Regions from separate parts of the Mus musculus genome. Here regions 2, 3 and 4 are each linked to region 1. A link is a contact called in public Hi-C, HiCAR-type and HiChIP or PLAC-seq data. All regions are on one chromosome and are shown on one strand. Each heading gives the region's core, a stretch centred on a gene start, on an enhancer-like site or on the middle of the called end of the contact. The rest is flanking DNA. Distances are from core to core; before and after follow the strand shown.

Region 1 (3,362 bases), core at 403-2,902:
AAAAACAGTGTTGTTCACAAAAATGAAATGCAACTTTAGAATCTCTGTGTTCACTGGAGCATTATATTCAGTATTTATGTCTCTAAGAGGAAATGCTTTTATAATCTGCATAATTCAATGCTATATATAAATAAGCCAGATATGATGGAAGTGTCATTAGAAACTTTGTCCTTTAGTTTCAAATGTGTATGTAACCAACACACATAGTTCTCTATATGACAAAGCTCTCCATGGTATGAAATAATAGTAAATTAAAATGTTCAAGGAAAAAAATAGAACTTTCATACACCAGATATGTTTGGTTCTTTTGTTTTGTATGTTTGTTTGTTTGTTTGTTTACAGACAGGGTTTCTCTGTGTAGCCCTGGCTGTCCTGGAACTCACTCTGTAGACCAGGCTGGCCTTGAACCCAGAAATCTGCCTGCCTCTGCCTCCCGAGTGCTGGGATTAAAGGTGTGTGCCACCACCACCCAGCTTGATATGTTAGGTTCTTAATGAATGTACAAAGCTTACATCTATAGCTGACATCCATGATTTGATTTTAGTTTGATGTAAATTTATGTCAGATTTGTAAAAAAAAAAAAAATGTATCTTAAGAGAAAATGTCTATACAACTTAGTTCTATTACAACCAAGATTTTGTTTCACAGTTGTTTTTCCCATGCTTTGTGGTCATTTATCTACTTTTAGCAACATTTTAAAAGGCAAAAATCTTTTGTTTCTTGTTAATTTTACCAGACTTTGAACATTACCCTTCCTCATGGGAAACAAAGAAAGAAACAAAAACATTAGTTTGCTACTTTTGCAAATCTTTGTGACTCCTTATTTCAGTCCTTTGAATAGGAGACCAAGATCCTTCTCCCAGGAATTTTCCCTCTTCAAGTCACTAGGCCAGTCTTCATTGCCAATTGAACTGGCATAGAAACAGTTCTGGAAGTGTCTCTGAGGGTGATTCCAGAAGGCTTAATCTACTCTGAATAAGGGCAGCACCTTCAGTGGGATGAGGTCCTAAACTAAATTAAAAATAAATAAATAAATAAAAAGGAATAAGAAGAGGAGGAAGAGGAAAAAGAGGGGGAGGAAAAAGAGGAGAAGAGAAGGAAGAAGGAGGATAGCAAGCTGAGTTGGTTTAAGGATTTTTACCTTTATATGACAAAGCTCTCTATGTTATGAAATAAATTAAATAAAAATGTAGGTGACAAAAAATCATAGATCTTCCATACACCAGATATGTTAGGTTCTTAAGGAGATATAAACCTTACATCTGTAAATGACATGCATAATTTGTTTGTGGCTTTAAGCAAATTTAATTTGTGCTCATTCATAAGGAAGATATATATATGTATATATATATATATATATATATATATATATATATATATATATATTCCTATTGACTATTATGAATAAACAATAATCCTCACTGATGTCTGATATCTAATAACAGATATCCAAACAGCAGGACTTTCCAACAGCAGACTTTTATTCAGGCCTAGCCAATTTATGCTGAACTTTAGTTGGTCTTCTGTTTATATATATGCCTCTGCATGACTGAGCATGAAGATGAGAGCCTCAGCTCTCCAGGGTAAACGTGTAGGCAGGGCCATTCTACTTTTGGCCAATCCCCTAAGACCTGAAGTGCCTTCCATTACTGTTGATTGAGCTCACTGTGACCCATTCGGGTTAAGGTTATTAGTCATCCCTGACTGCACCCAGCTTTCCCACAATGAGCTCTCCAATTTTCTTACTAATGTGAAACTTATTTACACAGATCCTTGTTCCACAGATGCCTCAGCTGAAGACCAGGCTGAAGTTAGCCCGAGAGCAGCCCTGGTTAGGACACAGGCCTCTGTGCCCAGTACTAAGAATTATTGAATATGGTACTGTAGGATGTTGGCTTCTAGCAGCTAACAGAGGCACAGCTGTTGAATGTGACATGAGAGTAATTTACGGCACAACACTTCCTGTTTGCTAATGCAAATATTTCCCCCCCTTTCCCCCCCATACACACAGTACTGAGTTTATTAGGGCAGCCACTGAACGCTGTCTGTTTACTCAGGTGAGCACTGAGCTCTGCTGATTTATTGGGATGGGCACTGAGAACTGGTTAGTTTATTCCAGTCAGCAATGGGACCAGTTGGTTTATTCAGGTGAACATGGGGCACCACCGGTTGGTTTATTTTGGCGAGCACTAAGCACTGTTTGGTTTTATGAGGTGGCCACTGACCTAGTATGATGATGTCTTCATAATATGAGGAGATTTAGGTATACAACTGCACACAGTAAAGGCCCTGTGAAAATATAGGATAATGTGGCCTCTTAAGGATGTCTAGAATCACAGAACTTATAGAATGAATCTCTGCCTCCCCCTACACACACACACACACACACACACACGGAATAACTTATAGGCTGCATTCCAACTAATCCATCAATGGCGAGCTGGATCAAAAGCCTGGGTCTTCCCACCTCAAAAGTCCAGACTAAAAGTTTATTCACCTATTTCAAACCCAGAAGAAACTCTCTGGCCGGCATGCCCTCCATTTCTGGATTATAGTTCATTCCAGATACAGTTAAGTTGACAACCAAGAGTAGCCACGATCTATAAGCCAAGGAATGAGGGCACAGAAGGACCCAGCCCTGCCAGCATCGTGATCTTCAAGTCCTGGTTTCTAGAACGGTGAGGAGACCAATCTCTGTGGTTTAAACTCTCTGACATGTGGTACTTTGCCATGGCAGTGCTGGTAATCCCCAGAAATTTGCTTCTGGAAAAGAGTGAATAAGTTCTGCTTGAAACTCAGAGGAGAGATGTCTTCATCAGAATATCAAATTCAGTGGGTGTGTATTACTTTTCTCGGCTTGCTAGTTTTCCTCCTCCTCCCCTCTTAGACTTATTTAAAAAAATAAATAAATAAAGATGAAGTGTAAGCCCCATCTCAGGTATGGTGCTACTGACATTAAGAGTGGATCTTTCCTCTTCAGTTAAATGCTTCTGGAATTTCCCTTGAAAATACCCCATGGACTTTCTAAATCTGATCCAGTTGATAATGAAGACCTGACATTCCGGGTGGAAGAGGAGGTGATGTCAGAAGATACAGATGAACTAGCAAAGACACTTTAAAAGAAGTAGAGCCGAATCACTGGGGATTTACAAAGAAATCAAGAGAATGGAGCCATAACCATAGATAGAGTGGCCCTAAGAAAGGTGTTCTGTAAAGGATTCTGTTCTGGACAGGTCAATTTCCCAGCCATGTGCCAGTCTCCGAGCTTTGTCTCCTTACTAACGCACAGTCACACCTTGTAAAATTACTATAGGGATTAAAAATAGAGGCTTTGTCTTGAAGGAAAGACAGCGGGAGGGAGA
Region 2 (3,362 bases), core at 496-2,995, 1.3 Mb before region 1:
CAGGGAAGGTGCCCAGATATCTGGTGTTCGAACCTGCCTCCTGGCAGAATTTGTGTTCCACTCACCAGAGGTCTTAGGATCCCGTGGGGAATCCTGTGTGGGCCCTTGCGGGTGTCGGGAGACTCTGCTGGCAAGGCACCCCGGTGCTCGAGTGGACCGGAAGGGCAATAGAAGTTATTTTTAATACCCATTAGCTATGTGATCTTAGCCAGATTAACCAACTATTCCAAACATGTTTTCTTGTCTGTAAACATCTCAGAAAGCTCACACGTGATGACAGCATGTCCCAGTTTCCCATCTCAAGAGCTTCTTGTGAAACGTTGTGGTACACTTGTTAATTGAAGGCCCTGTCTGAAGAGGCTTAGACACACCTGCTTCGCCAAAGACTCTCATGCCTTTGCTATGGCAACCATTCACCTTACCAGTGCTGTTCCATCAGCACAGGCTGAGGAGGCAGGGCAGTCACTGAGCAGAAGCTGATGGGGGTGAGGTCTGGGGGCTGCTTGTTACTGTGTCAACTGAATCTAATCTGACTGCTGCAGAACCATTTAAATCTAGGGGAAGTTTTTATAAACTGTGTTGCACATCTGTAACAGCACGGGACATCCACACTCGGGTTGTGCACAGACCCTTAGGAAAGAGTATGATTATATCTTACTCTTTAGAAGTCTATATGCCTTGATAGAAAACTTGTTTCTCTCCAGACTGTTTACAGATACTTCCAAAACAGCTTGACACCTCAGGAATGGAGAGATCCAGAAATTTGAGCTGATAGCCAAAATTTTTCTATTTTTCTCTCTTTGTCCCCAAAGCATTTTCTCTTTCTGTTTTGAAAGTTGACTGAGGGAGCTCTCCACATCCCACCTGGTGTCCTGCTAGCTTCTCCTCTTCCTCATCCCTTCCATTCTAAACCTTTTACCAGGAAGCATATGCTAATTGTCAGTGTGCCCCATCTCACCCTGCAGAGAGAAGTTCTGGCTTGGCTGCCATGGTATCTACATTCTTGATTTCCCTTATCTCAGGTCTTATCTCAATTTGATTCCATAACTATTAGCCTCAGTCTCTGATCCCCACAGGAGACTGCTCTCTTCAAGGGAGGGGTCTTGCCTAAGTTTATGCATAGATTACAGGGCATCATCCTTGGATGGAACACCTAGTAAGTGCTCAGTAAACCTCACAATGTTTTTGTTTGCTTGTTGTTTGTTTAATGCAGTGTTAAATGAGAACAGATAGGGACTGGATTATAAAGAGCACAGTAAAAGTGGTGAGGGAGGAGTTGCTGAAAGATGACAATGGGTGTTTACACACTTCCTCTTACAACTGACCATTACGTCATACTGAACCGACCAAAGGTCATGTGAAGAAAGAAGAGTATGAAATAGTCACAGGTCTGAGCCAAGCATGAGAAACTTAGGACTTTTGACTTTTAATACATCACTGTGGGCAGCAGCCGACTTTATCTCACCTGAGTTAAAACTCCTTCAGGTTTGCCAAGAGTTTCCAAAAACACCCACATCCAATAGATCGTCATGAATGCTTAGGTATTTCAGTATATTCCTGAAGATCTTTTAGAAAACACAACACATGCCCATTAGTTTTGGTTTTAAATATTCAAGCATGCCCTTTGCAAGAATATTAAACCTAAACCTCCTGGGAGTGATTTTACAGAACAGCATAGGAATCAGTCCTCCTGAGGTTTAAGCCCGGTTACTTGATATTACTCATTTCATAACACACACTGCAAATGAACTCCTCAGCATGCGGTCGCAGCTGCTTCTGTGAATCCTAACAGCGTGTCTCTCTATCATCCCCTCCAAATGTGCTTCCCGGGGCCAGAGAAATCCCAGAGGCTTGTCTGCCAACTTCACAAACTTGAGAACAAAACAACACTCAAGCTGTGTTCTCAAGGGTTTCTGCCTTCCTCTGCCAAGCCCGCCAAGCCCTTTACCTCTAGAAAGTTTAAAACTAAACAAAGGTTTTGTTGTGGATAAAGGCATTCACAGGTCACGAATGCAGAAAGGGGGCCTTGGGTGTGAGGGCTTGGTGTCACGCTTCACACATACAGGGGAGTTGGACTGTGAGTTAAGAAAACCACTCTCTTTTTTCGGGCTGCCTGCTGTTCTGTTCTATGAACTGAAGACAAAGTAATAATCAACTGTAAAGGGGACGAAGGGACTGACTCTTCCCAGAAGTTAAGGTGTGAAAGGACTGGACTTCTATTTAAGCTTCCTCCTCCTCCTCCCATCCCCACAGTATGTACTGAGGGCAAGGAGCAGGCAGGTTTTGAACAGGCATCAGAATTGCTGAATTCTATTAGTTAAACCAGAGTCTATCAGGTCCCCACCCTGGAGCTGGTATTTCAGTAATAGGTGGAGGATGGGATCTGGGGAAGAGCATTTTAGTAGTCCCCAGGGATTCAGATGCAGATGCTCTGAAGACCCATGCTGAGAACTACCGCCTCAATGCTTCCCCGACGCTGGCAGGTGGCATTGATGAGCAGGAATCTATAATATCCAAACACATTGAACAGACAGTTGTAAAACAACAGCAACAGCCACAAACAATAAAAAGTAACCAAGGAACCCCTGAATCCCACCTGCAACAATTTAGAAGATAGATCGGCATACCTGTCTTGCTTTGTAGAAATGTTTACCATTTTTAACGATACCAAGTTCTCTGATACATTTACTTTACTATTTGAATTATGAGTTTCCAGTTCACAAGCAACACTGGGAAACTCACAGTTTGTGCAAGGGGAAGTACAAGTGTATTGTGGTGGTTTGAATAGATACGGCCCCTTACACTCATACCTTTGAATGATTGGCCTGTAGGGAGTGGCACTGATAGGAGGTGTGTCCTTGCTGGAGTCATTGTGGCCTTGGAGGAAGTGTGTCACTATGAAGGTAGGTTTTGGGGACTCCCATGCTCAGGAGTCTGGGGCTCAAGATGTAAAACTCTCAGCTCCTCCTCCGGCACCAAGTCTGCCTGCATGCTGCCATGCTTCCCGCCATGATGATAATGGATGGAACCGCTGAACCTGTAAGCTACCCACAAGGAAATGTTCTTTTTTATAAGAGTTTCCCTGGTCATGGTGTCTCTTCACAGTAATAAAACCCTAACAAAGATGTGTACTTAAATCCACTGGAGCATATGGAAACAAATTCAATTTTCGTGAGTTTGAGGCTGGAATGGTCTACATAGGGAGTTCCTGGAAAGCTAGTGTTATATAATAAAACTTTGTCTTGAAACCAAACTAGGCATTCCGGTGTTGGGTTAACAGAGAAGTTATAGGTGAATTATTTATAGTGTAATTATTGCCTATAGTCTGATTAACTAACAATGGTCATCCGAGTTGTTATACG
Region 3 (3,362 bases), core at 220-2,719, 1.1 Mb before region 1:
AGGTACCATGGCAAAGCATGGGTTTGCAAGAAGTGCACCCCAAAAAGCCGTGGGAATTTGGAATCATGGGCTGGCGTGGCAATGACCCACCATGGGAATTTAGTAAGCCAGGTGGAGAGATTTCAGAGCTTCAGATTAGAGAGTCTGCTGAGATGAGAACAGGCCAGTCTTCCCACTAGTGCCCTGCCAGCATAGCGTGGATTGCTTTTTTAATATTTCACACAACACACATTTTCAGAGGGTGGAAGGGAAAACACACAGAGCTATGTTTACAGTGAGCTCACAAAAAATGTCATGGGAAATAGGAAAATTTTAAAACAAGAAAATGTAACACTTTGAATGTATTTTCTGTTGGGACTGACTGAACAGGTCAGACAGTTCACACCATGGGGTGCTGGGTTTTTGTAATAACTCAGGCAATCTGGGAAGGTATTGTGACTCTTTAATAAATGCCCAGAGTGGAGGTCTCTACCGGGCCAGGGCCTTGTAGATCTGTACACACCAAGGTGCACATACCCTTGGAAATGGGGACAAAGAGCCACTACTGTGCTCTGCAAATAGGCCTTATAGGTCAGTCAACAACAAGCAATCCTGTAATTGCTCTGGCCATATATCAGGTGGCAGGGTAAAGGAAAAACGTGTGAAGCAAACACTGAGATGCTCAGTGTTGTCAGGAGGCCCGCACCGTTCTTCTACATTCAGCTACCACAAAAGCCTGGACTTAGCTCCCACTGCCTCTCTCTTCCGTTTCCTTTGTGGCCATTTTGATAAGGGGTGTGTGTGTGTGTGTGTGTGTGTGTGTGTGTGTGTGTGTGTGTGTTTTCTTGTGTAGGCACCAGAGCATGTGTAAGGGGTCCATCTTCGTTTTTCACAGCTGGAGGTTGGGTCTCTGTCTGCCAATATATGTTGCTAGGGTATCTGGTATGCAAGCTTTTGGGAGGGCAGGATTTTCCTTGCTCTGACTCTCATCTTGCTGTGGGGATATTGGGATTATAGACCGTGGTGGTCAGATTTACCTGCATTCTAAGGGTTTGGATTTGAGTGCCTTACCCATTGATCCACCTTGCCAGCCCCACTGGTATTTTTAATGCTCCTTCCCAACTCAGCAATACAAGGTACAACATGTTTCCTAACTCCCTTCACCACAATAGGTAATCAGTTCATCTGGGAAAGACTGCTGTAATTGAGTTTTCTATTCCCCTCGCCCCCAACTTCTCTACTTTGTCACCCTTCTGTTTGGCTTAGCTGCTCTCTGCCTGGGTACTGCATCCAATCCTGTCTTCTTCTTCTCCATCCCCAATGAGACTCTTCCCTCTGTGTAGACGATGCTCAGTTCCCTTCCTGTGTAAAGTACTTGCTTTTTCTTGAAATCTTGGCTTTGTTTCTCAGAACACCATCTCAAAGTGTCCAGCCCCCTTTACTGTTAGTTTTGTTTGGAGTGCACGTCCTATCCCTGTCCAGTCCCCACCATGACTCATTGATTTCCTGCCATTCTTTCAACATCACATACGGACGGCGGCTGGAGGACAGAGAGATGTTTACTTTGGAGAAGCTAAAGCTCACTTTTGCCAGCAATTGGAGTCAAAATCCTGGAAGGGCCCACACAGGGAAAAAAAAAATCAATTGTCTTTAAGCCCAAAGTGGAGAATTATGACAGATAAGTCAAAGCTGCAATAGAGAATAGAGCAACGTTTGGACGTGTTTTATTACCTCCAGACGTACGCAGAGATGTAGTAGGAGGCTCTTCTTTCCGAGACAGTCAGACTTAGACTGGGTGTTGAACGTGGCTGTATGCAGGTGGCTATAGTTTGCTATAGGTTGCTGCACACTACAACGAAGTGTTTGCTATAGGTTGCTGCAGACTACAACAAAGTATTTGTTATTAGTCTCTTAGACCAATGGGTGCTTCTAGATCCTGAAATTTTGTTGTCATTGAGTCATTTTCAAGTTTACTCTGATTAGACAATGCTTGTGACATACATCACTGCTGCGCTTATACTCTGTTTATTTTACTTTATGTATATACAGATATAATCATGGTTGTTCTGAGAAAATTTTGAGCAAAATAAAATATGCAAGTGACTCAGCCTTATTCTCTCTTCCTCTTTCTTTGAGTCTTGCAAAAATTGTCCAGTGAATTTTGGCTTACAATTAGGATAGAATTTCCAACAATTTCTAAATGCTCCTAAGCACACTTCTGACAGTTTGTACTACCTATTTATGCCAAATGGCACTCTTAACATTGATGGCTATATAAATATAAATTTATTTCTCAGAACACCGTCTCTAAGTGTCCAGTCCCCTTTACTGTTAGCTTTGTTTGGAGCAAATGTTCAATCCCTGTCCAGTCCCCAATCAAAATATTGATCTACTTTGAAAAACTGAAAGTGCTCTATGTTCTGAATGTAAAATAGTCAGAAGATTTAATTTTTTATGCAAAAGAAACAAGCACATCTCTCATTGGTATGCAAATAGACTTTTGTCTTTAGTAAATGATAGATTGTACGCATACAAAGTTTTTAAAAATTAATCTCAATATGATTTATTAGTAGTGTTTCATTTGTATACTTATTTTATATGCTTCTCCATCTGATGTTCCATCAAAATCTCTCTGGTAAAAAGGAGTCACAAGCGGAGAATCCCTGCCTTAGGGGCTGAAGTGATGTCTTAGCAGTTAGGAGCACTTGGTGCAGAGGACCCAGGTTTGATTCCCAGCACCCATATCAGTCAACTCACAGTCTTCAAGTCAGTAATCATTAAAGAGCAAGGTCACGTACCATCACTTTGTGTATTCTCTCTTAGCTGAGGCCACCAGGTCTCGGGGGGCCAGTACTAGCATTCAATACATAGAAAAAGATAAAACCTCAGTAGATGGCAATTAAAGTTTGCGCCCAAAGCTCTGACAGGTCTTTGCTGACCTGTGTACTGTCAGAATTGGGCCTAAAACATGCCACCGCTGTTTTCAAACAAGACACATTTATTTAATATCCCAAGTCTTTGAATTTGTTTCCAACTTAGCATCTGGTCTAAGATGGCTTCAATTCATCTATACTTTTAAATTTTTGCTTTTATTTTTTAAACAAAAGAACTTGATGGAGACAATGGAGGAAGGACACTAAACCTAATATATTTATACAATACATATATATTTTACAGAAGGGAACTTACTCCATCACTACTGAACTTCACAAAGCTCCACAAAGGATAACACAAGAAGCCCCGTTTGTTATTACCAATAGAGGGGAGATGAAATGTCTTGACTACGACTCATTTACATTCAAAAGAACCTCGTTAGCTGGGCAGCAGGACCAAGAAGACTGGGAATCAATTTCAAAGGGCAGAAGAGTTTGTCCACAAACCAG
Region 4 (3,362 bases), core at 475-2,974, 1.0 Mb before region 1:
ATATGTGGAAGATGCACTTGGCTTCTGCAGACCATCAGTGGAAGCGTGAAACATTGAGCAATTGGAGAGCAGATGCTGGCCTCAGGAGAAAGAGAGGCTTGGGCCAGGAATATTTGGATCTCTTATGTATTCATAGCAAGTCAGGTCAGTGAGGTGAGTCTGAGCTGGGCTGCTGTGGGGTCACCTTTGCCCTTAGAAATGGTGAATCACTAGATCGCCATCACTCAGTGACTGCTCAGGTTCATTGTTAAAAAGCTGTGCCAGAACCAGCATTTGCAAGGGACTCTTACCCACTTGAAAACTGGCTTTTTAAGCTATTATCTCATTTATTATCATTTTCTATTTTTTAAAAAAATATTTCAGCCATCTGGAATGCTTGAGTTGTATTAAATGCCCCCCTCTTATTATGGCTTACTTGTGTTTTTGGGGTTATCGAATGTCTGTGTTCTAATAACAAGAAAGAACAAATCTATTTTCATACTATTTCCAACATCTACTCTTCTTGTAAATTTCCATCCCGTGCTTTCTGTTTCCCTGACAAGACTAAACAAACACACAGATAAACACAAGCCTTAGTATGTTTAAGGAAGGTTATTGAATACAGTCTGTCTTCTTGGCACTGTGCCAGGTTGCAAACTTAGAGAATCGAATTCGGCTGATTCTCAATCAGGAGAACGTCTCAGTATAATGCTAGCGAACCACACACTGCCATTCACGCCCCCCCCCCCCCCAGATGTCCCTCCCTGTGGAAACCTCTTCAGTTTCAAAACTGAGCATAGTAGACATGAAGCTTGCCCCCTTGTAGCTTAAAACTAATTACAAATATGATCAGTGTCTCGTGGGTGGACATAAAGGGATGCTTAATGTGAGCTCTTTTTCAACTATGAAGGGAGGGGTGATTTATGCATTTAGTAATACTGGTGACAACTAAAGTCAGGATAAAGGAAATGCACAGAGAAAAATTCTATCATAGCATACAAGAAAGAGAAAAATATCCTTCTAGTCTGGAATAAGTATGATGTATTCTGAAATCAAAACAAGTCAACAGGGTTGGAGTAGAAAAGAGAGGGGTGTGTTTTCTTTTTTTTAATGCGTTTAGGTCAGATCCATTACATTTCCCAGAATGTAAACAGCTCCAAGAAAAGAACCTATTAGAGGCTCTTGGGAATTGCTTGTCTTGATCCAAGAATCCTTTGATACATACTATTTTATATTAGTGATGCAGAGGCAGGTACTAGAAGGGGGGAGGGGAAATCTAAGAAGTCAGATACCATTTCCTTGCCTCAGCTCCTTAATGTTCAACATTCTGCTACACATTTTGCCCTCAAAGATATCCATGTATCCCCTCAGCTCTTCGCTCCTGTCCTGCCATGACAGATCTGTCTTTCCAGAACACTGCGAGAGAAGTGTATCATACTTTTTGTTGGAGGCTAGAATATAAGACTGCAAACCCTACCCATCATCACAGAAGCAAAGGTATTCTGCACAGAGAGGGTCACTTGGGTTCCCTCTTTGGCTCTCCGACTATTCCAACAATAGTCCTCATGACTGGAAATCCTCTGGGACCCTCATGCTGGCCCAAATTGAAAGTAAATCCTGGTTTCAACCAGAAGAGGAACTTGACTTCCAGGAAGAGATTTCACACTGTTCTGGCAACTGGTCAGACCACATTGCCAGAGACTAGAGCTGAGACAGTGAGCGAGTGATTAAGGATGGGTGGACCACACCCTGCTCAGGACTGCTTGGTTAAGCATGCCTCTTGCCTTCTCTTTAAAACTAAGACAGACTTAGGGGGGGTGGTCACTGCATCTCTTTATGTAGTCTTCTTCATGTGGCCAGATTAAATAAATCTTTCTATACCTTTCAGTTTTGTCTTTTTAATTGGCCTATTGAAGAGGGGTGGCTGAGCTGACCTTGGTGGGTTGCCGGGACTCAGGTTCTGCCCCTGACACACTGCAGTAGCATGAGTTCTGTTATCAGGTAGATAGATTAGAGTTGCGCTTCTCTCAGCCCTACAGTTTTCCAGCTTTGTAGGAAACATTCTCTGTTTTGTATCTTAGCTGTGTACAGTTTGCCAACAGGGACTGAGATTGTTAAATGTCCCTTCATTTCTGTGGCCCAAGGGTCCCCAGAGATGTCCCCAGCATCCAGAACAGTGAATAGATTGGGCTGGAGAATGTAGGAATGTTAATCAATCATGTTAATCTATTGGAGCCCAGACTTCAAATGTCTACCTGATTATAGTACTTTGGTTTTTAAACTTTCTTTTTAAAACTTTAGGTATGTGTGTGTTCATGATTGTATGTGTGTATGTACCAAGAGTATGTAGGTACCTGAAAAGCCAGAAGAAGGTGTCAGGTCTCTAGGAACTGAAGTTACACATGGTTGATTAGCTGCCTGATGTGGGTGCTGGGAGGGCTTCTGCAAGAGTAGCCAGGGCTCTTAACCACTGAGCCATTCATCCCTCCAGTGCTTTGCTTAGCTAATTATTATTATTCTTTGGGTCTTATTTTAGTTAGGCTTACATGCATCAAAATTTTGCACCTGATATTTAACAAGTGCCTGTGTCCAACCAAATAAAGGGTTGTTCTCAGGATACCAAATCACCAGACAATTGTGTGTGTGTGTGTGTGTGTGTGTGTGTGTGTGTGTGTGTGTGTTTAAGGTATTTTTCTCTAAGCCCCATTTACTCATTGGGCAATCTCAGCCTTTTTCAGGCCTTCTAACCATCATGGTAGATCTTGGGATACGGCTGTCCAATAATCACTCAGTATCTGTGGTCAGCTGTAACAGTTCCCTATAGTCAGTCTGATCAAACAAGACCACTGCCCACTGCAAACAAACACTTGGTGTTGTAGTTTCTGTTCAGAGCATCTGGTTTGCCAGAGGTAGATAAAGATGCAGAGGCTGTGTCTTCAGAGTGTATCCCTAGTGCATCTGGTGATCAGCTCCCTCTAGAATCCATTCTACTCATTTGGTCTTGGCTTTCCAGTGCCTCGTACTGGTAGAAAGCCCTTTTCATCTGGGTCTGTCCTTTCCTGAACTGGATTGAATTCTTTACATTGAAAAACGTATAATTCTGAGCTCTAGAAACTAAATACTACTTTTCAGTCCCTAAAGTGCATTTCAAAATCCTTTGTTATAGGTGTTATCTGTCTCCTCTGACAGTTCTTTTCACAAGGTGAACATTCATCTTGGTGTGTGGACACATCTGGCTTCTGGGTCCCATTGGAGTAGTTGTGATTTTTTTTCCCCTTGCTCACTCTATTCTGGATACTGGGGACATCTCTGGAGACCCTTGAGCCACAGAAATGGAGGGAGATTCAGCAATCTCAGTCCCTGTTGGCAAACTGTACTAAGGT

What was found. Hi-C and Micro-C count contacts between places; a contact is called where the count stands out from the background. HiCAR-type assays count read pairs that join an accessible place to other places. HiChIP or PLAC-seq counts read pairs in DNA pulled down with a chosen protein or histone mark.
Region 2: a Hi-C map of the C2C12 cell line shows a contact between it and region 1, with 2.6 times the contacts expected there. The contact joins two enhancer-like sites. A contact is called at or near these places in 2 of 15 datasets of contacts at CTCF or cohesin (the NIH/3T3 cell line and large pre-B cells), 2 of 484 Hi-C or Micro-C datasets (the C2C12 cell line and bone marrow-derived macrophages), 1 of 115 datasets of contacts at active chromatin or transcription factors (fibro-adipogenic progenitors) and 1 of 9 other capture datasets (embryonic stem cells).
Region 3: a contact with region 1 is called in a FOXA1 HiChIP or PLAC-seq map of pancreatic cancer cells. The contact joins two enhancer-like sites. A contact is called at or near these places in 2 of 15 datasets of contacts at CTCF or cohesin (large pre-B cells and pro-B cells), 2 of 484 Hi-C or Micro-C datasets (bone marrow-derived macrophages and embryonic stem cells), 6 of 115 datasets of contacts at active chromatin or transcription factors (DN3 thymocytes, T-cell acute lymphoblastic leukemia, double positive thymocytes and 3 more) and 1 of 9 other capture datasets (bone marrow-derived macrophages).
Region 4: a contact with region 1 is called in a HiCAR-type map of fibro-adipogenic progenitors, with 8 times the contacts expected there. The contact joins two enhancer-like sites. A contact is called at or near these places in 1 of 15 datasets of contacts at CTCF or cohesin (large pre-B cells), 2 of 484 Hi-C or Micro-C datasets (bone marrow-derived macrophages and nephron progenitors), 2 of 115 datasets of contacts at active chromatin or transcription factors (embryonic stem cells and fibro-adipogenic progenitors) and 1 of 9 other capture datasets (embryonic stem cells).

Annotation. Positions count from the first base shown.
Region 1 is chr10:97,336,514-97,339,875 of GRCm38.p6, forward strand. No RefSeq gene overlaps it. Among named protein-coding and RNA genes, the nearest start is that of Mir3966, 85 kb to the right of the region's middle. Within about 2 kb of position 1,653, at least 61 of the 459 cell types and tissues checked have an H3K27ac peak or open chromatin away from gene starts, as enhancers often do. A contact at or near this core is called in the C2C12 cell line, fibro-adipogenic progenitors and pancreatic cancer cells, where this site is marked.
Region 2 is chr10:96,074,271-96,077,632 of GRCm38.p6, forward strand. No RefSeq gene overlaps it. Among named protein-coding and RNA genes, the nearest start is that of Gm40746, 100 kb to the right of the region's middle. Within about 2 kb of position 1,746, at least 49 of the 459 cell types and tissues checked have an H3K27ac peak or open chromatin away from gene starts, as enhancers often do. A contact at or near this core is called in the C2C12 cell line, where this site is marked.
Region 3 is chr10:96,186,857-96,190,218 of GRCm38.p6, forward strand. No RefSeq gene overlaps it. Among named protein-coding and RNA genes, the nearest start is that of Gm40746, 7.6 kb to the left of the region's middle. Within about 2 kb of position 1,470, at least 84 of the 459 cell types and tissues checked have an H3K27ac peak or open chromatin away from gene starts, as enhancers often do. A contact at or near this core is called in pancreatic cancer cells, where this site is marked.
Region 4 is chr10:96,293,212-96,296,573 of GRCm38.p6, forward strand. No RefSeq gene overlaps it. Among named protein-coding and RNA genes, the nearest start is that of Gm40748, 14 kb to the right of the region's middle. Within about 2 kb of position 1,725, at least 36 of the 459 cell types and tissues checked have an H3K27ac peak or open chromatin away from gene starts, as enhancers often do. A contact at or near this core is called in fibro-adipogenic progenitors, where this site is marked.